Linked DNA regions of Mus musculus: regions 1 and 3 are each linked to region 2. The links are chromatin contacts, called in public Hi-C and promoter capture Hi-C maps. All regions are on one chromosome and are shown on one strand. Each heading gives the region's core, a stretch centred on a gene start, on an enhancer-like site or on the middle of the called end of the contact. The rest is flanking DNA. Distances are from core to core; before and after follow the strand shown.

Region 1 (2,720 bases), core at 181-2,680, 37 kb before region 2:
GCTGTGAAGAGACACCATGAGCATGACAACTCTTATGAAGGATGACATTTAACTGGGGCTGGCTTATAGCTTCAGAGGTTTAGTCCATTATCATCATGGTAGAAACCTTGGCAGCATCCAGGCTAACATGGATCTGGAGACAGAACTGAGAGTTCTACATCTTAATCTGCAAGCTGCAGAAGGAGACTGCATTACACTGGGCACAGCTTGAACAATATATTACCTCAAAGTCCACCCCGACGGTGATACACCTCTTTCAACAAGGCTAATGTCCTAATAGGGCCACTCCCTATGGGCCAAGCATTTAAACACATAAGTCTTGGACCATTCCTATCCAACCACCACAGTTACATTTCTCCTGATTTCCAGACACAAGGGTGGCTAGGACAAAGCCTGGACAACTACAGGATTGGCAGGCACCCCAGTGAAGCTTCCTTCTTTCCTTCCCCATGTCTGCATTAGAGACATACATACTCATCTCTCAGCAGACAGGCCTGCACCTTCTGACAGCTCATTTCTATCTTATGAAACAGGGCTGTCCTGAAAAATCTGCAATGCTTTTTAACTTTTGGATCCCTGACTTACGTGTAGCAACAGGCTTCTTTCTCTTCTTCCCAGGCATCTCCATTAAGGATGACTATCATGAATGTATCCTCAGAATTTTCTTCCCTACTCCAAACTTAAAGGACGGAGCTGTTAGGAGATGGTGTCTGGGGATGGTGGGTTAAGCTAAATGCATGGACCAGAAATGGAAACACTCAGCAGTAGGTGAGGATTGCAGTCTATGCCTGCTGGGCTGAAGGTCCAGAAATAGGCAGTGTTAGGGGTGTCTACAGGGCATTGAGAAACCAAAGTGGCCACCAGAGCCAGCATCTGTGTGCAAAGCCAAAGCTCGGTGGGCTTGTTCTGACCATGAAAAGAGACCGGAACAGTTCTGATCACTATTTGGAACTGTGGCTTTCTAAAGATCAATCCCTGTAAGAAGGAGGGGGATGCACAGAGCAGCTACCCAGCAGGACAGGCTTGGCTTAGGTACTAGGTTTATAGCAGCCCCCTTGCTATGGGCTAGGAGCACCAACCTTACACAGTAAGACCTGGTTCTGGATCTTGATGATGGTTTTCTTTGGAGGTTGAGTAGAAGCAACTGTAGAAGTTAGAGAAAGGAAAGGCTCAGCAGTTTGAAATTAAGGCAAACAGCAGCCCACATCATCTGCATTCAAGATCAGCCTATCACCCTTTAACGTAAAGTCAAGGTCACAGTTACTTTTCCTATTGCTTGATATAATATCCGGCAAATGCAGCTTAAGGAAGGCAGGGTGTATTTTGGTTCATGGTTTGAGGGTGCAGTCCATCACGACCGGGAAGGGAGTGGCAGGAGAAGTGGTAGCTGTGGTTGCAGGTGGATGAGGTAGATGGATGGTTGCAGTCACAGTCAGGAGGCTGAGAGGAACAAATGCTGTTCTCCGTTTACTTCCTCCTTTTTATTCAGCCCAGTACCAGCCCACGGCAGGGTGCAAACCACATTGAAGGGGGCTCCATTCTCTTCATATAAGTTTTTCTGGAAATGCCCTCACAGGCACGCTAGGATGTGTGTCTCCTAGGTGATTGTAAATCATATCAAGGAGCCCTGAGGCTAGGGCTCACTTGGCAGTGTGATTTCCTGGCATGCACAAAGCCCTGGGTTTGATCTCCAGCATCAATCACATAAACTGTGGTAAGGGTGTGCTATGCAAGCCTGAGGTGGATTCCCAGCCAGTTCCATTTGCAATCCCAGCACTTGGGAACAGAAGCAGGAGGACCCTTGTAATTTCTGGCTGGACAACCTAGCTGTCTAGCTGAGTAGTTGTTGAGTTTCAGGTGGAGAGAGAGAGAGAGAGAGAGAGAGAGAGAGAGAGAGAGAGAGAGAGAGAGAGAAGAGAGGGAGGGAGAGAGAGAGAGAAAGAGAGAGAGAGAGAGAGAGAGAGAAGAGGAGAGGAGAGACCCTGTTTCAAAATACTGAAGTGAACAGCTCTTGAGTAATAACAGCCAAGGTTGACTGTTGGCCTCTACATACACATACAGGAAATGAAAAAACAAATCAGAGCTTTTGGTTGTTGTATATGTTTCATTTACTCATTCAATAAATCCTAGTTCTGATCTTTAGTGTTCAAAACTAAACAAACACTGTTCTTGGTGTGTGGGATGGACCAGTGAACAACACAGATTTTCATGCCTGGTGAAGTTGTAGGTAGGGATCACAATTGCTCAAAATCTCAAAGTGGTAGGGGTGGAAGGAGGAAAACAAGTGGGGTAAACGCAGCTCGGGAGTGAGGAGCAGCAGAAGTCTTACTCATCAAAGCTTCCTAAAGAACTGTAGCTCACAACCCTCAGGCTCAATTTAAGTTACTATATGTATATTGAAAGGAAAACATTTCATTTAAGAACAAATTTCATATTTTCACTTCCATGCAGGCTGGGCTTAATTTGCCTGACTAATGTGGTTTTAATGTTTTCTTGCTTTTCAGCTGAGAAGGGAAGTTCATTGGAATAATTTTTGACTTCAGAAAAGCATGTATGTTGCTTACTAATGTACACTTGCGTTTCTTAGCTCTTTAGAGTTGTTAGAGCTGCTTAGACAAGATCAACTCACAAGGGAAACTACAAGGCAGTGCTCTAAAAAATGGCTAACAAAGCTGAAGTTCTTCCTAGCTGGCAACTCATGGAGATATGATGGAGGGTGA
Region 2 (2,826 bases), core at 119-2,618:
TGTTAGGACCTAGCGTTACAATGTGAATGAAAACTGTTGCTGCTCGCATAGAGAGTGTGTGTGTGTGTGTGTGCATGCGAACGAACATTGGTTAATTAATTAAATCCATGTGTCCAATAAATACTCATGCTCAAATGTGGAAAGAAGAGATTAAAATTAATATCTGACACCTCAACCGCTCTGCAGTGTGAGATCTGCATGCAGGCCTGTCATCTTTGTCTGTCTCCAGAAGTTCGTTCCGTGAAGCTCGGGTACAGAAGGTGGCTAACAGCCTTGACTGTTATTTTAATCACACACTTCTAGAACCTTCCCAGCCCTTTCCAAGTAGATATCCTTAGCTCTATTTTAAATATCAATAATGGAGTTAGACACCATTGTTATTACTCAGACCAGTCTTGGGAGAGTGGATAAGTTACTGTTGGTGTTACCAGAGTCCAGTGATAGAAATGGGCCTCAAATTTTAATTAGGAACCACCAGAATTAGTAGCGGCTGCTAACCCACCCAAACCAGGGAACTGACAGCACTGAGCGAAAATACCCCCTTTCTCTGCACAAGATACGACTGGATCTCAAAAATAGAAGTGTGTTCTCAGAAATGCCTGCGCACCCCCAAGGCTGGTTGACAAACGATAGATTTCCTAAGATAGCTGCACGGTTGCTTTCTAATCTCTGTATTTCTTCTATTCCAGAATATGGCCCGTCACACTTTCTGAATTTAGCTCTCTTCAAAGCCCTATGGGCACGAGGAGGGAGGACCCACGACCCTGCAAGGGGATCCCAGTGGCTCAGTGCCCACAGACGCCAGCCTGCGGATGCACCACAGTGCTTCCCACTGTCATCCCACTCGCTGCTATGAGGAGCACAGCTATTTTTACCTCCCTGGCTGCAGCCCTTTATTTGAAGGAAGGAAATAAATAAAGGTTTGAGAAGGAAAATGCATAGTCTCAGTTTTCCTTGCGCTGGAGAGTTGGTATAGGAGTGGGTGTTGAGGATGGGTCGCTTTTCTTGGCAAGTTGTTGCCAGATCAGGCTTGCCCCAGGCCTGGAAACCCTTGCACTTTCCTCTTGGGGTCATCCCTGACTGCAAACTTCTTTCTCCCCTACCTCTGGTCTTTGGAGGTGCCACCAACTATTTTGATGCTGCCTGGGATGCTGCATCACTCTGCCCCCCCCCCCCCCCAGGGCTCCCACAGTCGAGCATGCGCAGCGCGGCCCATGCAGGCTACAGCATCAGCATCTGCAAGAGCATCAGCATCCGCACCCGAAACCCCGTTCGGGCGCGCTCCCGGAGGGTGGGGTGCAGTACCGCGCTGCGCGTCCCCGAGTCTCGCGCCCGCGCCGCGCGTGCCCGTGCCGCTCGCTCCTGCGCGCGCCTCCTCAGCATCCTTAGGCCCGGCAGCAACCCCCGCAGTCACTGGTGCGGCCGCGCCCGCCACTGGGAGGGTGCAGCCACTGGAGGAGGCTCCAAGTTGGTGGAGCGGCGGGGACCCCTCTCTGCGGGCCGCTCCCGGAAAGGCGGAAAGAGCAGAGGACGGCGCGCCGCCGTCCCCGAGACCCCAGCCCCTGACCCCTGCCCGCGGCCGCAGCATGCGCGCCCAGCCGGCGTGACCGGCTCCGCCCGCAGCCGCCCCGCAGCCCAGCCCGGCTCTCTCGCGGGTCACTCGGACCGGCGCCCGGGAGCGATGAGCCATGAAGCCGCCCGGCAGCATCTCCCGGCGGCCGACCCTGACGGGTTGCAGCCTTCCCGGCGCCTCCTGCGGCCCCGGCCGCTGCCCCGCCGGCCCGGTGCCGGCCCGCGCGCCGCCCTGCCGCCTGCTCCTCGTCCTTCTCCTGCTACCTGCGCTCGCCACCTCATCCCGGCCCCGTGCCCGGGGGGCCGCTGCGCCCAGCGGTGGGTATGGCCGGTGCCCTTTGCGTTGCCTTCCCCGCGGGGCCCTGGGGAGGAGAGAGAAGGGCACGCAGGTGCGTGTAACCCGGACGAGTGGGTCCCCAGCCTGGCCTTCGAGCGCCTCCCTGTCCACCTCTCCACCCTTGTCCGTCCCAAGCCCAGGTTCATGCTGGTTCACTTTTGGAAGTCCGTTTCTGTTGCATTCACTAAAGACCCATTCCAGTGACTGTGGGTTCCACCCAGAGGTATTTGGTGGCTCCTGAGTCCTTTAGCGCTCTCTATGTAACTTCCAGTGACAGGAAGATGCAGTGAGCTAGCAAGTTGCTTTTTGCCTTGGGGAACCTTCATATGAATGCGGAGGGGTGGGGGGCATGCAATAATAGTGACAAATGCTTGATCCCTCAAATTCCCCACCAGGTTTAGTCCCTACTGTTGGAATTAAGGTGAGAGAGGCATAATTTGGGGACCAGAGAATGAAAGTCTCCAAGACACTCTTTGCGCATGACCTTTGGCTGTGTTTTCCCAAAATGCTTGTCATAATGAGCAATCAGAATAATACAATGTTGAGCACACTGGTGATTGGAAGTCACTGAAAGCAGAAAGCTGGCCTTGGCAGTAAAAAAGAAAGAATTTGGAAAGTTGCCAGCAACTATAGCCCTTTATGGCAAAACAGTTTTTTTTCTCATCTCAAAGTTAGAAAGAAATAGAAATCATTCATATATGTATGTATATATGTGTGTGTGTATATACATATATATATACACACACACACATATATATATTTCTACATTCACACACACATAATACACATAAACACACACACACACACACACACACACACACACACACACAAATATATTTGAAAGTATCACTTTACATTCAGTGTCCATGAATTCAGGACCCAAGTTTTGTCTGGAGTGTTCTTGGCTCTCAGATGAG
Region 3 (2,700 bases), core at 48-2,547, 48 kb after region 2:
TAAATACACTGACTGGCACTAGCGTGAGTGAGGCTATATCAACACTCTGTTCAGGATTATGCCATGGTGACTGACATACTTGGTTTCTTCCTCACACGCACACGCACACATACTAAATAGGTGACTGTTTATTGAATCTTTACTATATTAGTGGTAGAATCAGTGGTTTTGGGTTTGTCTGTTTTTAATTGACTTTGAAGAACAAGAGAATCTAATACTTATATGAAGCATCTTTTGCAGATGTAACGTATTGCCCTCTGGCTTTCAAACAAACCTTGGTTTGGAAGGCTGTATTCACTGTCCCCATTCACAGCATGCAAAATGACTGCTTTGTGTAAGGCCCCAGTATATTTTTTTAAGTGTCTTTCTTATCTATTTCCTTCTTCCTTCCTCTTTATCCTAACTTATTTCTGAATGTGTTTTGCATAATCTTTTCTTTGTGTATGTTCTTCTAAAACATATGTTATAATTTCATAGGCCTTTCCCATAAGTGATGTTATCTGTAGATTTCTACTCAACCTGGTATTTAAAGATCTGTAACTGTGTTTATCCTTCCATGATCTCTAAGCATGGCCGTGGATCTTTGGAGTGCATCCAGTACCCATTCATTCTCCGAGGGAGAGAAATCTCCATTCCCTTTGGCTCTGTGCAGCCATAAACCATAATCTAATGCGTTTGCATGAGTCAGTGTAAATATAGCCCATAGGCCTGCGTGAGAACCTCTCCAGTGGGTACTCAGACTTGCTGTAGCATGGAAGGCTTATCCTCCAGACAGCCTACACTCGTCTCCCCTTGAGCAGAGCACAGAGCTCCACAGTGCATTCAGATCCCTACTCATCCATGCCAGGCAAGCTGGGCTGAGAATTCTGTTGATTATATTTAGTGGACAATACTTTCAGGGCTAGAAGATTAAGCCTATGTGAAGCACCATCTTTAGTACGAATTAGTTCCCATAAAGACTGCGTTAATTTGTTTAGGCCACTGTGATCCATAGGGGAGTGGAGTTTTATTCTTTCAGAGTACTGTGCTGTCCAATGTTATTGTAGTGTTACCTTGAATATTTAGTGTAAAGGGCTGGATTCATATGTATTCAATGACGTGCGTCATACCACCGGCCAAGAACAAGAATCTCTGTTCTTAATGTAGAGCAGAGATTACAAAGTTGGCCAACCTTTGCAGATGATATCTGGGAAGGAGCCTGTTTGAAACTTAGATGACAGGAGGAACGGCTTGGGGAAAGGAGCAAAGAATAATGAGCCACAGCATAGGTCTGCACCCTGTGCCAGGCGGAGCCTCAGCTCCAGCCTAGAATGACTGAGTTGATAGTGAGCTGTTGTGAAAGGAGGGGCTACTCAGACTCAGTCCTTTGAACTGCTCACCTCGACTGAGGAGAGTGCTCCCTGAGGAGTATGGTGTGAGAGGGACCTGTGTGTATACATGGCACTCAGCAGTGTTTGCGGCCTTTGACAGACTGCACTTGGTATGCCCTGGCTGGTAATTAGACTCGTTCTGCAGTTATTCTGCACAAATTGGTTCCAGTCTTGGCTTTTTTGGGGGTATAAAGGTATTTAGGTAACTTTTCTCTCTCTCTTTCTTTCTTTCTTTCTTTCTTTCTTTCTTTCTTTCTTTCTTTCTTCCTTCCTTCCTTCCTTCCTTTCTTTCTTTCTTTCTTGTTTTGTTATTCATAGAATTAAAGATATTGTCATATTCTATTTAAAAGTCTTCTTAAAACGACCATAGTTGTACTTATACAGCTGTATAGGCTGTGACTATGTAAATTTTGACCTATTTTTTCCCTTCACCTAAAACATATAAGGATCTATTTTTAAGCACCTGTATTGTGAAGCCTCATTTGCACATTATTGCAGTGGAGTGTGTTGTTCTACATTGAGTAGGTTTTCTAAATAACAGTACTTATGCCTCAATTTGTTAAACTTTAAATTTTTTAGAGATATAATTATTTTATTATTTTTTTGTGTGTGTTTTGTCTGTGTGTCTGTCCACCTGTACTACATGAGTGCCCATGGAGGTCAGAAGAGGATATCAGATCCTCTTGATCTGGGTCGGGATTGGAGTTAGAGATGATTTTGAGCTGCCAAGTGGGGCTGGGGAATCGAACCTGGGCTCTCTGCAAGAGCATTAAGTGCTTTTTACCACCGAGCCACCTTTCCAGGCCTGAAATGTTTAAAAAAAAAGAAAGTCATTAAATCTGGGTCATGGGTTGCCTGAGTGACTGTAACCTTATTTTTTCTGATTTTTACAGTTACTTCTTTGCCTGTGTGACTAGCAGTGTAGTAGGTTTATGACTTTTTTCTATTGTTAGCTATGTCTTTAGTACATCTGCCATTTCATCCTGGTTCTCAATAATTTGTCCCTCTTTGATGTATTAGTTCTAGAGTAAGAGATAACCAAAATTATTAGCATCTTATGTAAAGTCCAGGCAATAACGTCAGATAAAACCTTGATGTCTCTTCTGTTCAAATGTTAATAGATGTTTTACCTTTGGAGCCTGGAGAGATGCTTAGTTGTTAAACGCTTTTCTACTGTACTTTGGCTCTAGGACTGGGGTTCAGTTCCCAGGACCTAACATGGTGGCTCACAATTGGTCATGACTTTAGTTCCAAGGGATATGACACACTTTGGGTACACATTTATACATACATGGGGGCAAAGCACCAACACACATAAGTTAAGAATAAA

Evidence for each region. Promoter capture Hi-C pulls out the DNA fragments that hold promoters and counts their contacts. A called contact is a pair of places that touch in the nucleus more often than the background predicts.
Region 1: a contact with region 2 is called in a Hi-C map of bone marrow-derived dendritic cells, with 2.2 times the contacts expected there. The contact joins the enhancer-like site here to the promoter of Adam23 in region 2. A contact is called at or near these places in 6 of 39 promoter capture datasets (the 3T3-L1 cell line, 3T3-L1-derived adipocytes, the HPC-7 cell line and 2 more), 9 of 484 Hi-C or Micro-C datasets (CD4 T cells, bone marrow-derived dendritic cells, conventional dendritic cells and 5 more), 5 of 115 datasets of contacts at active chromatin or transcription factors (bone marrow-derived dendritic cells and embryonic stem cells) and 3 of 9 other capture datasets (adipose tissue, liver and pancreatic islet).
Region 3: a promoter capture Hi-C map of second pharyngeal arch cranial neural crest shows a contact between it and region 2, with 2.3 times the contacts expected there. The contact joins the enhancer-like site here to the promoter of Adam23 in region 2. A contact is called at or near these places in 1 of 39 promoter capture datasets (second pharyngeal arch cranial neural crest), 2 of 484 Hi-C or Micro-C datasets (the C3H10T1/2 cell line and brown adipocytes), 2 of 115 datasets of contacts at active chromatin or transcription factors (both in embryonic stem cells) and 3 of 9 other capture datasets (adipose tissue, liver and pancreatic islet).

Annotation. Positions count from the first base shown.
Region 1 is chr1:63,407,096-63,409,815 of GRCm38.p6, forward strand. No RefSeq gene overlaps it. Among named protein-coding and RNA genes, the nearest start is that of Gm35393, 28 kb to the right of the region's middle. Within about 2 kb of position 1,431, at least 6 of the 459 cell types and tissues checked have an H3K27ac peak or open chromatin away from gene starts, as enhancers often do. A contact at or near this core is called in bone marrow-derived dendritic cells and conventional dendritic cells, where this site is marked.
Region 2 is chr1:63,444,523-63,447,348 of GRCm38.p6, forward strand. Adam23 (a disintegrin and metallopeptidase domain 23) reads left to right here and starts at 1,369. Exons shown (of 26, transcript NM_011780.3): 1 at 1,369-1,890. The coding sequence starts at 1,689.
Region 3 is chr1:63,492,809-63,495,508 of GRCm38.p6, forward strand. All of the region lies in intron 3 of Adam23 (a disintegrin and metallopeptidase domain 23), which reads left to right. Among named protein-coding and RNA genes, the nearest start is that of Adam23, 48 kb to the left of the region's middle. Within about 2 kb of position 1,298, at least 4 of the 459 cell types and tissues checked have an H3K27ac peak or open chromatin away from gene starts, as enhancers often do. A contact at or near this core is called in second pharyngeal arch cranial neural crest, where this site is marked.